2 separate regions of the Rattus norvegicus genome follow, and region 2 is linked to region 1. Evidence: chromatin contacts called from public Hi-C data. All regions are on one chromosome and are shown on one strand. The core of a region is the stretch at or near the end of the contact, and the rest is flanking DNA. Distances in the headings are between cores, read along the strand shown.

Region 1 (7,603 bases), core at 2,976-5,475:
GCCATCTCCCTGGCTCTGAGGTATCAGAAATGTCAGGAGCTGGGAAGATGGCTCAATGGTCAGAGAGCTTCCTGCTCTTATAGGAGTTTGATTCCCAGCACTCGTGTTGGGAGGCTCAGAGCCACCTGTAACTCCAGCCCCAAGGAGTCCATGGCCCATCTCTGACCTCCACAGGAACCCACATGATTTAAATAAAATATTCTTTTAAAAATGTCCCAGGTGGAATATTCCAGAAAACAATACAAAAGTCACATTGTTGGTATGGAAGAAAATGGAGGGGAAAACCACTATGCAGAGAGGGATAATAAGAAACCCTGGATCCTCCACATTGGTCCTGACAGAGAGAAATATAGGGAGAATTGCGCTGGGTTAACCCTATGCTGGTTTTTGGTCTGAGATCACACTACAAAGAAGGTCCTCAAGGGGCCTCCAGAGCTAGTGGCCCCAGGTCAACACAAACCCTCTCTGGAGAAACTCAGTTTCAGTCCCAACCAGTGGTGACAGCACAGCCTCAATTATGAGCTGTTTTCCTGGTTGCAAAGGAAGATAATGCAAACTGGGCTTTGATACGGATGGTTCATGTCCTTGCCCAGAGCCTCGCACAGGGAAACACAGTAACACCAACTGCTGTGCCCCACTGTGGAGTGTCTGGCACCCAGCAGAGCATAGTCATCAGAGCAGTCAAGAATAAAGCACTCGCTGCATGCTGGGTGCTCCATACAGGGTTTCACATCAACCAGCTCCTGTCCTCCCCACAGCGCCCTCCACAGGACAGCAGTGTCACTGCCATTTACAGCAGAGGACGCTGAAGCAAGTTGTCTGAGGCCACACCCAAGTGAGTGCTGTGACCTGTGGGCTGAGTGCTCACCTTCTCCAGTCCCCTGAAGGCTCTGCCCATGTGACCCAGAACTATCATCCTGTCCATTAGGACCTAGCACACTCGCAAAGGTACAATTCTGCAATCAAGTTTCTACCACTTAAATGGAGATAATTCTTAGTCCCAAGAGGCTGTGAGGTACACACCCGCATGCATGCATAACATGATTCGATATCTGTGATCAGTAAATCACCACCGAGCTCCAGTTGTTATAATTTCTTTTACAGAAGTGAAAAAGTTCATTCAAGAAATATATATTTAAGGGGCTGGGGATTTAGCTCATGGTAGAGCGCTTACCTAGGAAGCACAAGGCCCTGGGTTCGGTCCCCAGCTCCGGGAAAAAAAAAAAAAAATATATATATATATATATATATATTTAGAGTACATAACATTGACGATAAACTATTACCATGGTAGGAGATGTGACAGTGGAGGGGCACGTGTCCTGTTTTCGAGGACCACATGGGACAAACGCAGGAATAACTGCAATAGAAGCCTTGACTTAAGGGCTCACTGAGGCACGGCTAGGCAGCCACGCTCTTGTTGCACCAGGGCCAGAGGTAAGCATAAGAATATAATTCCATTAACACATCCTAGTGGCTCCTCTTTTCTTCTGTTTGGGAAGCATCTCTGTATGATGTTTTCTTTTTAAAAAGATTTATTTATTTATTCTCTATAAGTACACTGTAGCTGTTCAGACACGCCAGAAGAGAGCATCAGATCTTGGTCGTGAGCCACCACGTGGTTGCTGGGATTTGAACTCAGGACCTCTGGAATGGTTGCTGGGATTTGAACTCAGGACCTCTGGAAGAGAAGCCAGTGCTCTTAACCACAGAGCCATCTCTCCAGTCCCCGACATTTTCTAACTTCTGAGACATAGCTATCTTCAACCACCTTTCCAGTCCCTGTCCTGTCCCTGCCCAGCCTGGCCAACCTCAATCCAGGGAAGAAGCACCCCCCTCCAATCCCCCCAGTCACTCCCAGCCTGGGAGCTGTGTGCACCTCAGGGCCATCTGGACATCTGGAGATCAGGAATGAGTGAGTAATGGAATCCCCTCCCTGCAGGAAGAAGAGGCAAGTTTTATTACAGATCCTATCTCAACTCAAAGGGCTGGGACTTTTGTGATTGAGTTAATCCCGTCACCTCGTAAATCAATTGGAAACTCACAGCCGGCGATTTGATTTAGGGTGTTCATTTTGGCAAGCTGGTCTTCCTACAGCCATGCCGTGGCCCAGGTACTTCTATGACAAGCAGGGGGTTTAGTCTCAGTGGATCACCTTGTTAGCAAAATACATTCCGACTTCTCCAGGTACAAAATTCAGATGCATTTTAGTCTCCTTCAGTTCAGTATGCTGAATCCCTTTGTCTACCAAATTATTATAGAAAACCTGCATCTCTGCCTGTCAAGGTAACTGCTGTAACAGGGGTACCCTCTTGGGAGTTATAAGGCACTCCACATCATCTAGAATATGTGTGTTGTGCAGGGCCAGGCTCTTGAAGCACAGTACAGGATCTGGGATGAGTCAAAGACAGGTTGGCCCACGAAGGCCAGAGAAGGGACTCAGGTTGTCCAGATGGATTGCTGGAAAGGAACAGAACAGACTGAATCCTCTGTCTCCACTCTCCTCTGTCCATTGGCTTCTCTGCCTGACTGAACAGAGGCAGGCTCAAGGGTCTAGATGCTGTCTTTGTCCAACATATATGCAGTGCTGTTCTCTAGGGCTGGCCACTTTGTGTGATGGCCTCAGATCTTTCTGTCAGGCAGGAGATCAGGGAGCACCCAGGCCTTGTCCCAGGGCCTTATATTCTGCAACAAAGGGTGGTTCTAGAGTTACTGCCTAGAGAGCTGACTCCCCTTGGCCAGGTGTAACAACAGGGGCAGTCGTGATCTGGGGAAGAAGAGGAAAGGTCTCAGGTACCAAAAGACACTTGTGATAGGAGCCCTGTTAACATGAGTTTGGCTCCTCCTGGCTGTGCCCCCCCCCCCCCCCAATCCTCCTAGTCCTCCATCTTCATTAGGATGACTCCTACTTGTAGAAAGGATGGATCATGTGAGGTACAAAACCCAAGGACTCCTCAGAGAGATGTTGGAAAGGACTTCAGGTGGGTCTCTGCAGATCCTGCCCTCTCTCTCCTGTATTCCCTGGCCTGTCTGTTTGATCTGCCTGGCTATAGACTCAGGCAAAGGAATTCCCCACAGCACCAGTCTGGGAACCAGGTGCTCTTGGAACTTGAGCTTTGGTGAAGTGACTTCCTTCCTGACTCAAGGCCCTCTCTGTCCTATTTTGCCCTATTTTGTTTCCCGGTTCCCCTCCTGTATTAATCAGGCTGAAGGTTTGCTTTCTGTGCGGAGCCAGTTGGGACCAATGGGTCCTCTGAGGCTTGCATCTATCCCAGCCTCTCGTCACAGCGTGGACGTGTCCCCAGTTTCTCCAGGCTGTTATGGGAGGGAGGGTAAGGATGAGTCAGCTCACATTTGCACTGACTGGTCCTAGCTCAGTGGGTACTTTTAAGGGTGAACACAATCTACTGAATACCAAGCACGTGGCAGGTCCAGGGCTCATCAAAACAAACATTACTGTCAGCTGATTGCAAGGGAAGAGCTTACATCCTAAAAACAGCCCGATGGATAGATGGATGCTATTGTTATCCCCATCTTACAGGCCCAGCAAGAACAGAAAGGTGCCCCAGATCACACAGATGCTAAGTGGTCAGTTAAGGAGTTCACCTGCACAGCCGTCCTAGCTAAGCATCAGCCCTGTATGGACGCTGTGTTCCCAATACTCTCGTGGACTCCAGCTAAGTTCGCCACATGCCCTTTGCCCATTCAATGTGGTCTTGAGGTCAGGCCAGGTCCTGGTACACCACGGTGTTTTCTTGGCATCGTTTCCCCCAGAAGATCCTGCACATTTGCACGCTCACCACTATAGCTAAGTTGAGCAAGTCTGTCTAGCCTTGGGGACCCCAGCAGGTGAGTTCAGCCTCCAGGGGCGCAACCGGTAGAAAGGTGCCGTTCTAAGTCAACTCCTCCGGGATATGGGGAACTCACGTGGGATGCCCAGAGCCTTCCCGGCTTCTAGCAGAACGCGCGGAGCGGAGGCTGCTACTCTAGGCAGTGCCGCGTCCCGAGAGACCCGAAGTCTCGAGCCTCCCCTGCGCCGGCCCCCGGCTGCTGGCGGGCCGGGAGACTGCCGCACGAGCGCGGGCCCAGGGGCGCCACCGGGCCGCGCGGGCGGGAACGCGCCGCGGCGGCCTCCTCCTCCCCGGCTCCCGCCCGCGGCGGCGGCGCTTCCCCGGCGCGGAGCGGCTTTAAAAGGCGGCTCCCCACCCCCCGGCGCACTCGCCGCTCGGGCGCCGCGCGAGCCTGCCGCTGCCATGCCTCCGCGCGCGCCGCCAGCGCCCGGGCCCCGGCCGCCGCCCCGGGCCGCCGGCCGGCACGGGCTCTCGCCGCTGGCGCCGCGCCCCTGGCGTTGGCTGCTTCTGCTCGCTCTGCCCGCCGTCTGCTCCGCGCTGCCGCCGCCGCGCCCCGTCTACACCAACCACTGGGCAGTGCAAGTGCTGGGCGGCCCCGGCGCGGCGGACCGCGTGGCTGCGGCTCACGGCTACCTCAACTTGGGCCAGGTGAGTACGGCCGGCCCCGCGCGCCCCAAACTTTCCCGGCCGCCGGCGGCCACGCGCGAGGGGGCGCCTTGCCAAGCCCGCGGCCAGCGGCGCCGCGTGGGAAGGCGGCCCGCACCACTGGGGACGGCGGGGGTCCCTGCGGGGACACGCTCGAGTGCTGTGGGACACTGGGCGGGGAGGACGTGTTGGCCTGTGTGGACGGTCACGCGGGATGGCCTGAGGCCGTGGGTCCCCAGGAGGCGTCGCCGAGCTTTCACACTCGGAAGTGTGGCCTCGGATGCCCGGGTCCGGCGCCTACACCTGCCCAGCCGCGTTCAAGTGGACGCCTAAGGGGTCGCTGCACTGTGCCCACCCGCGCCATCCTCAGAGTCCACCTAATTCCCCGTAGCCTCCGAGTCATAGCTGCTTCCCTCGGGCCACTCAGCCCCCGACGGTCGCCAGGGGCTCTGGGCTCTGGTGTGCGCGTCAAGGCAGTCAGATGCCGGATGGGCGACTTGTGACCCGGCAATTCAGGGACTGGCGGTGCCTGTGCCCAGAGGTTAGGTTTGGGTCAGGGAGCAAGCAGGACCCAGAAGCTGCGTGTTGGTTGTAGTCCGGACTCTGCACTTAAAACCTCTAGGTAAAAACACCAATTGCTTTGCTTTGGGCTCTGGACGCAGCTGGAAAGGCAGCTGTCTGCCCACTAGCTGTATGACCTTGGACATGTCACTTCTTGACTAGCTCATCCCTAGGGGTAGTGACTTTGTACTGCCTGAGGTTGAGATCACCCCGGTAGTGTTCAGAAGCAAGGCGCTAGTCGTGGAATGCCCTTTCTCTCACCCCTCGTGGTGTAAGCTGGCTGTCATTTATAAGAGGAGCCAAGATAGAGCAGTAAGTCCGCGCAGCTCACAAGGACTGCCAACACAGGTTTTCCCCTCCCTATTTCAGCCCTGCCGAGGGGCAATTGGTCGGGTTGATTCGAGTTTATGGCTGGTGGAGGGGCTTCACAGACTCAAATGTGCAGTCCCACCAGGAAAGCCCTCCACACCTTAACAGATCTACAAACTACACGCTCTGGAGAATCAAGTGCAATGAAGGAGAGTGTGGCCTTATAACTTAAACTGCTGTAGCAGGCGGTGTTGAACTTAGTTTCATCATTATCCGCGACGGAAGCCAGCCACATCACTTGTGCTTGGCCATGATCAGAATGACATTTCTTCTGAGCTTAATGTGAGGTAGAAGGCCTTCTGGAAGGGGGACTTCTGCTCTGTGAAATGAAGTTCCAGGTCAGAGTTTATCCAAAAGGAAAGAATCCACTCCTGTGTCTTCAAACATCCAAAGAGCTAAGATCTTGCCTTTTGGTGGCCCTGGCTTCGTTGCTCCTCGTAGCCCTCAAATCTCCAGGGCTGACTGTGTGTGCTGAAGAGAGCTCTCCTGTTTGATTAGGAATCCCGGCTCCTACCACTCTTCCTTGCTCTGTCCAGGCGGTCCAGCAATTTGTCTCAACTAATTCTTAAACTGAATGCTAAATTACAAAGGGCCTGGGATCCGGGGCCCTGTAATTAGATGAGGAGAGAGGAGGTGAAGAAGGACTCTGTGCTCCACAGTGCAAGGTGGAGAGGCATAGTTAGCTGTCCCTTTGACATTTTTGCCTGCAGGGATAACCTTGCCCACCTCCTGAACACGCTAGCCTTTGAATCTGCTGCATCTCACTGAGCAAGGTCTGTGCTCCCGATTTTGCCTGTGGGGTGAGAAGGGTTTTTTTTTTTTTAGGAATGTTGTGATGTTCTTGGGTGGCCCCAGAGGTCTCTCTGAACAGTACAAGCGGACTTAGCTTGTCACTTAGCTTGTAGGCCATGTTCTGGCGGGCATAGCCGGGGACGTTTCGGAGCTGAGAGATGACTGGTTTGGGGGTTGGAGCTGTCTCCAAGGAAAGCCTTATTACTCTTTAATCCCAAACCAGCTTCTCTTTCCCCGCCTCGAAGTGCTCGCTAATGTGGAAAAGGCCCGGAGCTTTCCAACCTGTACCTACTCAGGAGGAACTCTTTAAAAATCTTACCGCCATTTCCAAGCAGGAGAATTTGTGACTCTAAATAAGATGTACATGTTTTTAACTTTTTTTTTTTTTTTTTTTTTTTTTTTTTTGCTTTGTGGATGAGTAAATGGGGTGGGGTGGGGGTCAAGGGAGGGAGTTGTTTGTGTTCACAGGGCAACCATGTGTCACCCCTGCCATTATGATAACTGCTCTGTCTCTTGCTGCCTTCTCTGAGGCCGCCTCTGTGTGACTCTTCTAAACTCTTAATGGGCAATTAGAGCTCCGCTCTGTACCTGCCTGAGTCACACAGCCTTGGTTCTCTTGTCCGTCCTTCTGGCTGTGCTCTGACGTTCTAGCTTGGCTGTTTTATTTTTATACAGCTGATAACCCGATTTGATTCATTTATCACGATCCACACGCAGGTTAACTCAGGGCAGCAATTATTGACCTTTTCCAGGTTATGGATCTCTTTCAGTCTGACACAGGTCCTGTCCTTTTCCGTTAACAAATACACATCTAATAGAGACAGGCTAGCTGCCATTTCCCGCTCCTAGGCGTCATTCCAGATAATGCAACAAGTTTGGTTTTTTTTGTTTTTTTTTTTTTTTTTAAGCAAGAAGTAAAAATCATGGGCCAGTGAGATGGCTCAGGCAGTAAAGGGGTTGCTGCCGAGTCCCGTGACCTGAACTCAATTCATGGGACCCATTTGGTGCAAGGAGAGGACCAACTCCCAAAGTTGTCCTCTGATTCCCATGTGTATGCTGTGGCATACACTTTTGTGTGCACATCTGAACAAACATGAAGTAAGTAAATGAAATAATAGTTTTTAAAAAGTAAAGATTAGGAAGGGTCAACTGCTGTCATTGGAACTTGGTATAACTATATGGTTAAGGAAGAAAACCTAGAGATTAGTCCTGAGAACTCAAAAGAGAGTTGAGCGGGCACCACCTGTGTGTACCTCAGCAGACAGAAGACAAGAGTGACTGTGGTTCATTTCAGCATCAAGCTGTACGGTACATAGGGATGAATTATTTACGGAGGAGAATGGATGGAAAAATGGTAAAGTGTTTTCATTTGGGGGATCCGAGGA
Region 2 (7,603 bases), core at 3,403-5,902, 210 kb after region 1:
AACAGAATTAATCAAAAACTCTTCACTTTAGCCTCAGGCAGATTTTTCAGTTAAGGGCAAAAAAGCAGCCACATTCTTTACCAAAATGTCACAACAGTCTCTGGGCCACATACTAAATTTCTTCTGAAGCCTCTTCAGCCAGGGCCCCACCAGGGCACACTTCCTAATGGTGCCTCTCCATATGGAGCAAGCATTCAAACACCCGAGTCTATGGGGACCATATCTATTCAAACCACCACAATTGGGGGGAAAGTATGTTTTGGTCACTTCCTTCCTATATCGATTCCAGAAACAGTGCATTAGTGAGACCTCCTTTAGTTTTGTCTCGGAGGGCATTTCGAGATAAGTTTAACTGAAAAATGAATCCACCTTGAATAAAAGCAAATACAATACTAAGAGCTAACATCCAGGGCAAAGGAAAAAGGAAAAAGTAAGCCGGATACAGCATTCATTTCTCTCTGCATCCAGACTGTAAATACAGTGCAACACCTGCATCAAATGCCTACAGCCGTGACTTCCTACATATTAACCACCATGATGGTGTATATCCTAACCGTAGACCAAAGTAAACCTTCCCACCGTGAAACGATTTCCTCAGGCAAAAAGCATACATCATGATATATCAACACCAAAAACCAAGGGCTAGGAAATGGGTCAGCAGTTAAGAGTGCTTGGTGTACAAGCATGAGGACCTGAATTCAAGTCTCTAAGACCCACATAAAAAGCCAGGTGTTGTATGGGCCTACAGCCCCAGTGATGGCAGATAAAACAGACACTGGCACCGGAGAATCGCTGAGCGATTTGCTCGCTGCCAGCCTACCTCTAGGTTCAATGAGAGACACCTACTTCTTCCTCTGTCTTCCAGATGCCCACAGCATTTACTACACCACACACACACACACACACACACACACACACACACACACACACACGCGCGCGCACGCGTACTGATAAACTGGGTATGGGTGAAATGGTTCACATAAGATAGTTATTGACAACCACACTAACTGAGCCAATTAGGAGTATCTGAGTCCTTTTATTACCTGGCAACCAAGAGTGAGCTCATGCTTCTTGGTGTGGAAGCTCAGGAGTACAGAATTCACAAAGGCAAAAACCAAAGTTATATTGTTGTGCCCATTTCGTGAACCCCAAAAGACCACCAAAGAGTCGATCCCAGTGCAGTCACACTAGGGTCTTTATTACAAGCTCAAGCTTGGGCCACGCTGGCACCTGTGGCATAGCAGAGTGGGAAGGTGAGGCCCTGAGCTTTCAGCGGGACAAGCTTTTATAGGAAATGCTAAGCAACTGAGGGGTTTTCTAGCTTGGCACAAATCTGACTGGGGAGCCATTATGGAATTTTGTTGTCCTTTAACATAATTGGCTGGTGCTGGGAGCCAAACCATAAACCTGATTTCTGTTTTCCTCCTGATTGGTAGCTGTTAGAAAGTGCCAGGGGCAGGCTTGTTGGAGAGAGTAACCTGGAAACTGGTCTTATTTGGGAGTAACCTGGGAACTGATGCTAGATGCTGGCTTGTTTGTTAACTCGAGTTCAACCTTAGGTCAGGTTCTATAAGATGGAGTCTAAACCCAAGATCTGGTCTCTCAATATCAGTGTTGGGTAAGTAGTGTGGTACTTTGGAAACCGTGGGATGCTTTAAGTGGGGCTTAATGTGTCATCCTAGTAGAAATGTGGAAGACATTGGCTTGAATATGCTTGGCCCAGGGAGTGGCACTATCAGGAGGTGTGGCCTTGTTGGAGGAAGTGTGTCACTGTGGGGATGGGCTTCAAGACCCTCTTTGAACAAGATGTAGAACTTACAGTTTCTCCAGCTCCACATCTGCCTGGACACTGCCATGCTTCTTGCTGTGAGGATAATGGACTGAACTGCTGAACCTGTAAGCCAGCCCCAATTAAAGTTGTCTTTTATAAGAGTCACTATGCTCATGGTGTCTGTTCATAGCAATGGAAACCATAACTAAGTCAGAAGTTGGTACCATGGACTTGGGTATTGCTGTGATAGGCCTGACCATGATTTTGTTTGGAGGAATATGGATTTGGGGATTTTGGAAACAGTGGGATACTTTAAGTGGGGCTTAATGTGTCATCCTAGTAGAAATGTGGAAGACATTGGTGCTGAGGGTGATTTGAACACTGGAGATTGTTCTTCTGATGTTTTGGTGAAGAATGTTGCTGCTTTTTGCCATTGTCTGAAGAGACTACCTGAGGCCAAGGTAAAGAGTAAAGAGGCTAAGGTAAAAGAAGTCTCAGAAAAGCCCAGCATAGACTTTGTCCTCTGGTTTACTCTCATGAAGAGAAGTTTTAATCAAGTGTAGCAAGCTTAGGAAGGAAAAACACAAAATATATTGTTGTTATAAAAATATAATAATATACAGCTCAAGTATTAAAGGGGCACCAGATGGTACAACTGAACTAAGTCCTGTGCTCAAGATCAACAGATTAGGGTAGTGGTGACCTCAGGGCAAGAGCCCACCCAGCTAAACTTACTGTTTATACATTTGCAGTTGAACATCAGATACTTATATGACCTGGTTATTGCTGTCATTTGGATACAAGGAGATAGGATTGTATGTCAAACTGACATGGGATGACACGAGCTTTTGATCTGGATCTTGAGACATAGTCACCACGAAGAGCTTGGGCCCAGGCATGGTGAGACACACATTTAATCCCAGCATTCAAGCATTAGCCAGTGGGGTTGAAAAACAGAAAGTTGGCGATAATGTAATAGAAGAAGGGGGCCATGTTCTAGCTCCAGTAAGAAGCAGAACTTGGTAGCTTTGGCCATGTGGCTCTGGCTTTAAAGTCAAGAATAGGGGTTGGGGATTTAGCTCAGTGGTAGAGTGCTTGCCTAGCAAGCACAAGGCCCTGGGTTCGGTCCCCAGCTCCGAAAAAAAAAAAAATTTAAAGTCAAGAATAGAAGGAACCACTGGTTGGTCCGATTGATAGTGGTTAGTTAGCTGGAGGTAAGAAATTAGCAGTGATTAAGAAGAGACCAGCATCACTGAGGTGAAATCTTCTGGCAAGTGTATTCCAGAGATGCCAAAGCTGCACCTTACGATGCAGCTGGACTTGGTAACGTGTGAGAATTACCCAGGTGGTACTGGTTATGAAAAGCAGCTGAGACTGGGCATTGTGAGAGGCCAGGGAGGGTCATTGGTGAAGGTGTAGCCTCAGTTGGAGTTGATGGCCCAGGGCTGAAAGTTACCGCTACATAAACTCACTCCAATAACCCTAGCACATGGAGGTGGAGACAGGAGAGCGAGCTGTTCAAGTTTACCCTCAGGTCAGTCAGTCATTCCGTGACTCAGCAAGTAAGAGAGCACGTACAGCTCTTGTTGTTGTAACAACAAACTCTTTCAGAGGACCCAAGTTCAGATCCCAGCAACCACTTGTAACTCTAATTTCAGAGTATCTGGCACCTCTGACCATTGTGGGTATCTGTCCTCACGTGGACAAAACCACAGAGTTATACAAATGAGTTTTACAGTGTTTTTAAGAGTGTTTTCAGCTCTTGCAGAGGACCAGATTCAAATTCTAACACACATTTCCAGAGGATCACAATGGCCAGCTCCAGGGAATTTTAGTCCGAAGCCTCCCCTCCACACATACACAGGCAAGCATGGACATTAATTAATAAGCTATGATAAAAAAAATAAGCACACAGTTTTGTGAAATTAAGGCTTTGGGGGCAGAGGCCAAGGCTCTGCAGATATGTTGTGATCACTGGGGCACTCATCAAAGGTCAATTTCTGATGTGTGTATTCTCCTGCACGTCATATGAACTTTTTGTTGTTGTTGTTTGCCTGAGACAGGGTTTCTCTGTGTATCCCTGGTTGTCCTGGAATTGGCTCTGTAGACCAGGATGGCCTCAATCTCTGAAATTCACCTCCTTTTGTCTCCAAACTGCTGGAATTAAAGACATTCTCAACCATGCCTAGACTTCATGATTTTATTTGTATGTTTGTTTGTATGTATGTATGTGTGTGTGTGCGCTTGTGTGTGTGTGTGTGTGTGTGTGTGTGTGTGTGTGTGTGTGTGTGTGTGTGTTTGCTATTGCAGGGGTCTGAGGAGGCTAGAAATGGATGGCGAATCCCCTAAGGCTGGAGTTAAAGGCAGTTGTCAGGTGACCAAATGGGTACTGGAATGCCAACTCAAGTGTGTTATAAAAACAGCAAGTGCTCTTAACCTCTAAGCCATCTGATCAGCCCTTTGGTATGAATACGTAAATATCTATAGGCCACAAGTCCACCCTCACCAGGTCAGATGTGTTCTGTTTTAAGGCAATCTAGTCTACTTACTGGTCCTGCACCTTTTGTGCGGAGGCCCAAATCCAATGTTTAAGAATTTGGCTCCCTGGAGACTTCACAGTCTCCGCCCCTTGTTGGCTGGAGAAGGGAGCGGAGTCCCAACTACCCCTCCCTTGAGGTGCACTGACGTGAGATAGAGTATCTCTCGCGTGTTCTTATCTTTTGGATACAAAAACCTGGAATCTGGGCTCCCCACACTCCCAGGCACGCTCAAGCACAGAACCCAGAAGCAAAGACACTCGGCTACGTCTTCGATTGCTTTAGCCTGGCGGTCGAGCTGCGCGGGGCTCTGATTGATGCTGTCTGGCGGCGAGGCGCGGTGCACCCTGGGACACGGCACTGGCGGGAGGCACAGGCCGGTGTCTGAGGTGAGGGTACGCGGGCGGCGACAGAATGGTGAAGCTGACGGCGGAGCTGATCGAGCAGGCGGCACAGTACACCAATGCTGTGCGGGACCGTGAGCTGGACCTCCGCGGTGAGTTAGACGGAGCGCGGGCTGTGTTCCGGCCCCGACGCGCGGCCGCGAGAAGCCGGCCCCGCCGCGTGCGCGGAGGCCGGAGCCTGGCTCGCGGGCCTCCACCTCCACCTGGGCCTGGGGTATCTCCAATCGATGGTCCCGCAGGGACCTTTGGGACTGTTACCTGCTAGCAAACGCGGCGCCTCGATTCCTTCTCCGGTCCTTACTCATTAGGCTTTGCCTCGCGTGCTGAGCAGCCTTAACTGTTTGAGGACTAGGAAAATAGAAAATGCTACGTACAGAACGGCGGCCGACTGGTTTTTAGCAAATGCGTTAATATGGCACGCGAGGGTAGGTTGAATATGTACCAAAGTTACCATAATTGCCCCAATAAGTCACGTTTGGTCTTGTTCATTAGTTTTTGAGACAGAGTCTCGTGTATTCCGAGCTGACTTCAAACCGTTATATAGTTAAGGATTATCTCGAACTTCGGACCCTCTTGACTCCATTTTGTGGATGTTGGGTTTAAATGTGTGCACATTTATATGGTGCTTCGGATGAGCCCAGGGTTTTATGTCTGTTAGGCAAGCACTTGCGTTGCTGAGCCGAATTCGCAGCCCCTGATAATTCACTTTATAAAGGTGTTTTCCAGCTGTTCGACCAAGGCTTAATGGTACTTCCATGTGTGGGGCGGTGAGACCCACCTGTTCGGTTTTGACAGTAATAGCACTTGGTTTTTAAAATAGAATTGAGAATGCAATCGTTAACTGTTCAGGAGATGGCTTTGAACAGGGTTAAGGTTATAACGCTGTGACCCGAGGCAACCACAGTCACGGGGCACTATGCACCGACATTTGCGACAGGTTTTTTTTTACTGCCTATGGGAAATCCTAGTGCTTTTTTTGTGTTTATTTGTTTGTTTGTTTGTTTGTTTGTTTGTTGAAATTAACTTTCTCAGAGAAAAAGTCCAGTTCAGGAGCATCTGGATCCTTTCACTGTCTTGGCACAGTTTGATCAGTGCTGTATTTCAGAAATCCATGCAATCTTGAGAGTGCTTAATCTGGCACCATACTTCTTATTGCACTCCTTCACAACTGGGTTGTGTACGTCATTTCTTTCTGCAGTACCTAGCTCAATGATGATGGCCGTTAGACAATGAAGGGAATGCTCTGCTCGTTGTAATTTGTGGATATATGTAAACCGTTTTTGGCTCTGAATTGGAGCCGGTGGGGAGGAGGGTGAGTCAGGACACCATGAAGCTACACTGATGAGTTATGTGGAGGATTGAGAATACTGGTCACCAGCGCCTGAACAAGGCTTGGGCACCAACAGTAGCAGTTTAAAGTGTTAATTCTGTCATGGAGACTAATGACGCTAAGGACTTAAAACAGTGGGACCACCTCATAGACGTTCTTAATAAACCATGGGCACCAATACTAGTAAGCATGCCCATCTGTTCTTCTCTTGCCTTTAGCCTCTTCAAGTTTACTTCAGGACTACAAGCTTCGTAGCACTAGGGACTCCGTAACTCGTTCGTTGTTTATCTTATTTTTGTTCAGTGCTTGGCATGGCCCCAGTGCCAGGTTAACTTCCTGAATGAAAGCTTTGAGCCAAATTACTGTCCAATACTCCTACTACTTTCAGGACTTTTCATTTATATTAATATTTGTTGTATTTTTTCCCTCTACAGGATATAAAATTCCTGTTATTGAAAATCTGGGTGCCACCTTAGACCAGTTTGATGCTATTGATTTTTCTGACAATGAGATCAGGAAACTGGATGGCTTTCCGTTGTTGAGAAGACTGAAAACATTATTAGTGAACAACAACAGAATTTGGTGAGTGTCTGCTAGTGAGAATACTTTCTTCCCTTAAGTAAGTGTTATAATGAACCCCAAAGATACCGTTCGGTTTGGTTTGGTTTCCAATGTATATTAGTGTTTTGCCTGCAGGTATCACACACCCTCCTAGTGTTTTTGGAGGTCAGAGGAGGGCATCGGCTTCTCTGGAGCTGGGTTTACAGATAGTCCTGAGTTGCTCCAGGTGTTAGGAATAGTCTGGGTCCTCTGGAAGATCAGCCAGAGGTCTGAGTTGCTGAGCCACCGCACCAGCCTTTCCATGTCTCTTCTTAAAGGGAGAAATGAATAGAGCTCTTTGCCTAAGAGATTGGGTGTTGGTCTGACCTTACTTGCCACTCTTCAGAAATCTTTAATATTTGTAACTGATACTAAACTTTGAATTTGGAACACTGTGCTATATCAACATTTCAGATTCAGAGCCATCATCAACAGCATCATAATAAAACGATTTATAGAGGTCATGTGCAATAGTGTCTGCCTTTAATCCTAACACTCTGGAGTCTAAGGCAAACTAATCTCTGAGTTCAAGGACAGCCTTGTCAACAGCAAATTCCAGCCAGGGCTACATAGCGAGACCCTGTCACAAAAAAAATCTTTTTATGAAATAAAATTACTTTTCACTGAGTCCCTATACGTCATCCATTCTGCTGGTTTTTGGTTTTGTAGTTGGTTTCTATAATTCTGTGAAATTAAGATCATATTTGTTTGAGCCAGGGTTTCTCTATGAGCTTTGGCTGTTATTCACTCTGTAGACCAGGCTGGCCTCAAACTCAGAGATCTGCCTCCCTTCGCCTCCTAAGTGCTAGGATTAAAGGCATGTGCTACCACCACCCTGCTGGCAAACTTTCATTAAGAAAAGAACCCAGGGGCTGGAGATAGGACTCTTAGGTAAGAGTACTGGCTGCTGCTTTTCCCAGACCAGCATGGCAGCTTGAAACTAGTTCCAGAGAGTTCAAGG

Evidence for each region. Hi-C and Micro-C count contacts between places; a contact is called where the count stands out from the background.
Region 2: a contact with region 1 is called in a Hi-C map of the A7r5 cell line, with 1.9 times the contacts expected there. The contact joins the promoter of Snrpa1 here to the promoter of Pcsk6 in region 1. A contact is called at or near these places in 3 of 12 Hi-C or Micro-C datasets (the A7r5 cell line, frontal cortex and kidney) and 1 of 1 datasets of contacts at active chromatin or transcription factors (oligodendrocytes).

Annotation. Positions count from the first base shown.
Region 1 is chr1:128,835,517-128,843,119 of GRCr8, forward strand. It overlaps Pcsk6 (proprotein convertase subtilisin/kexin type 6), which reads left to right and starts at 4,226. Exons shown (of 21, transcript NM_012999.2): 1 at 4,226-4,499. The coding sequence starts at 4,254.
Region 2 is chr1:129,047,398-129,055,000 of GRCr8, forward strand. It overlaps Snrpa1 (small nuclear ribonucleoprotein polypeptide A'), which reads left to right and starts at 4,653. Exons shown (of 9, transcript NM_001271323.1): 1 at 4,653-4,804; 2 at 6,477-6,624. The coding sequence starts at 4,723.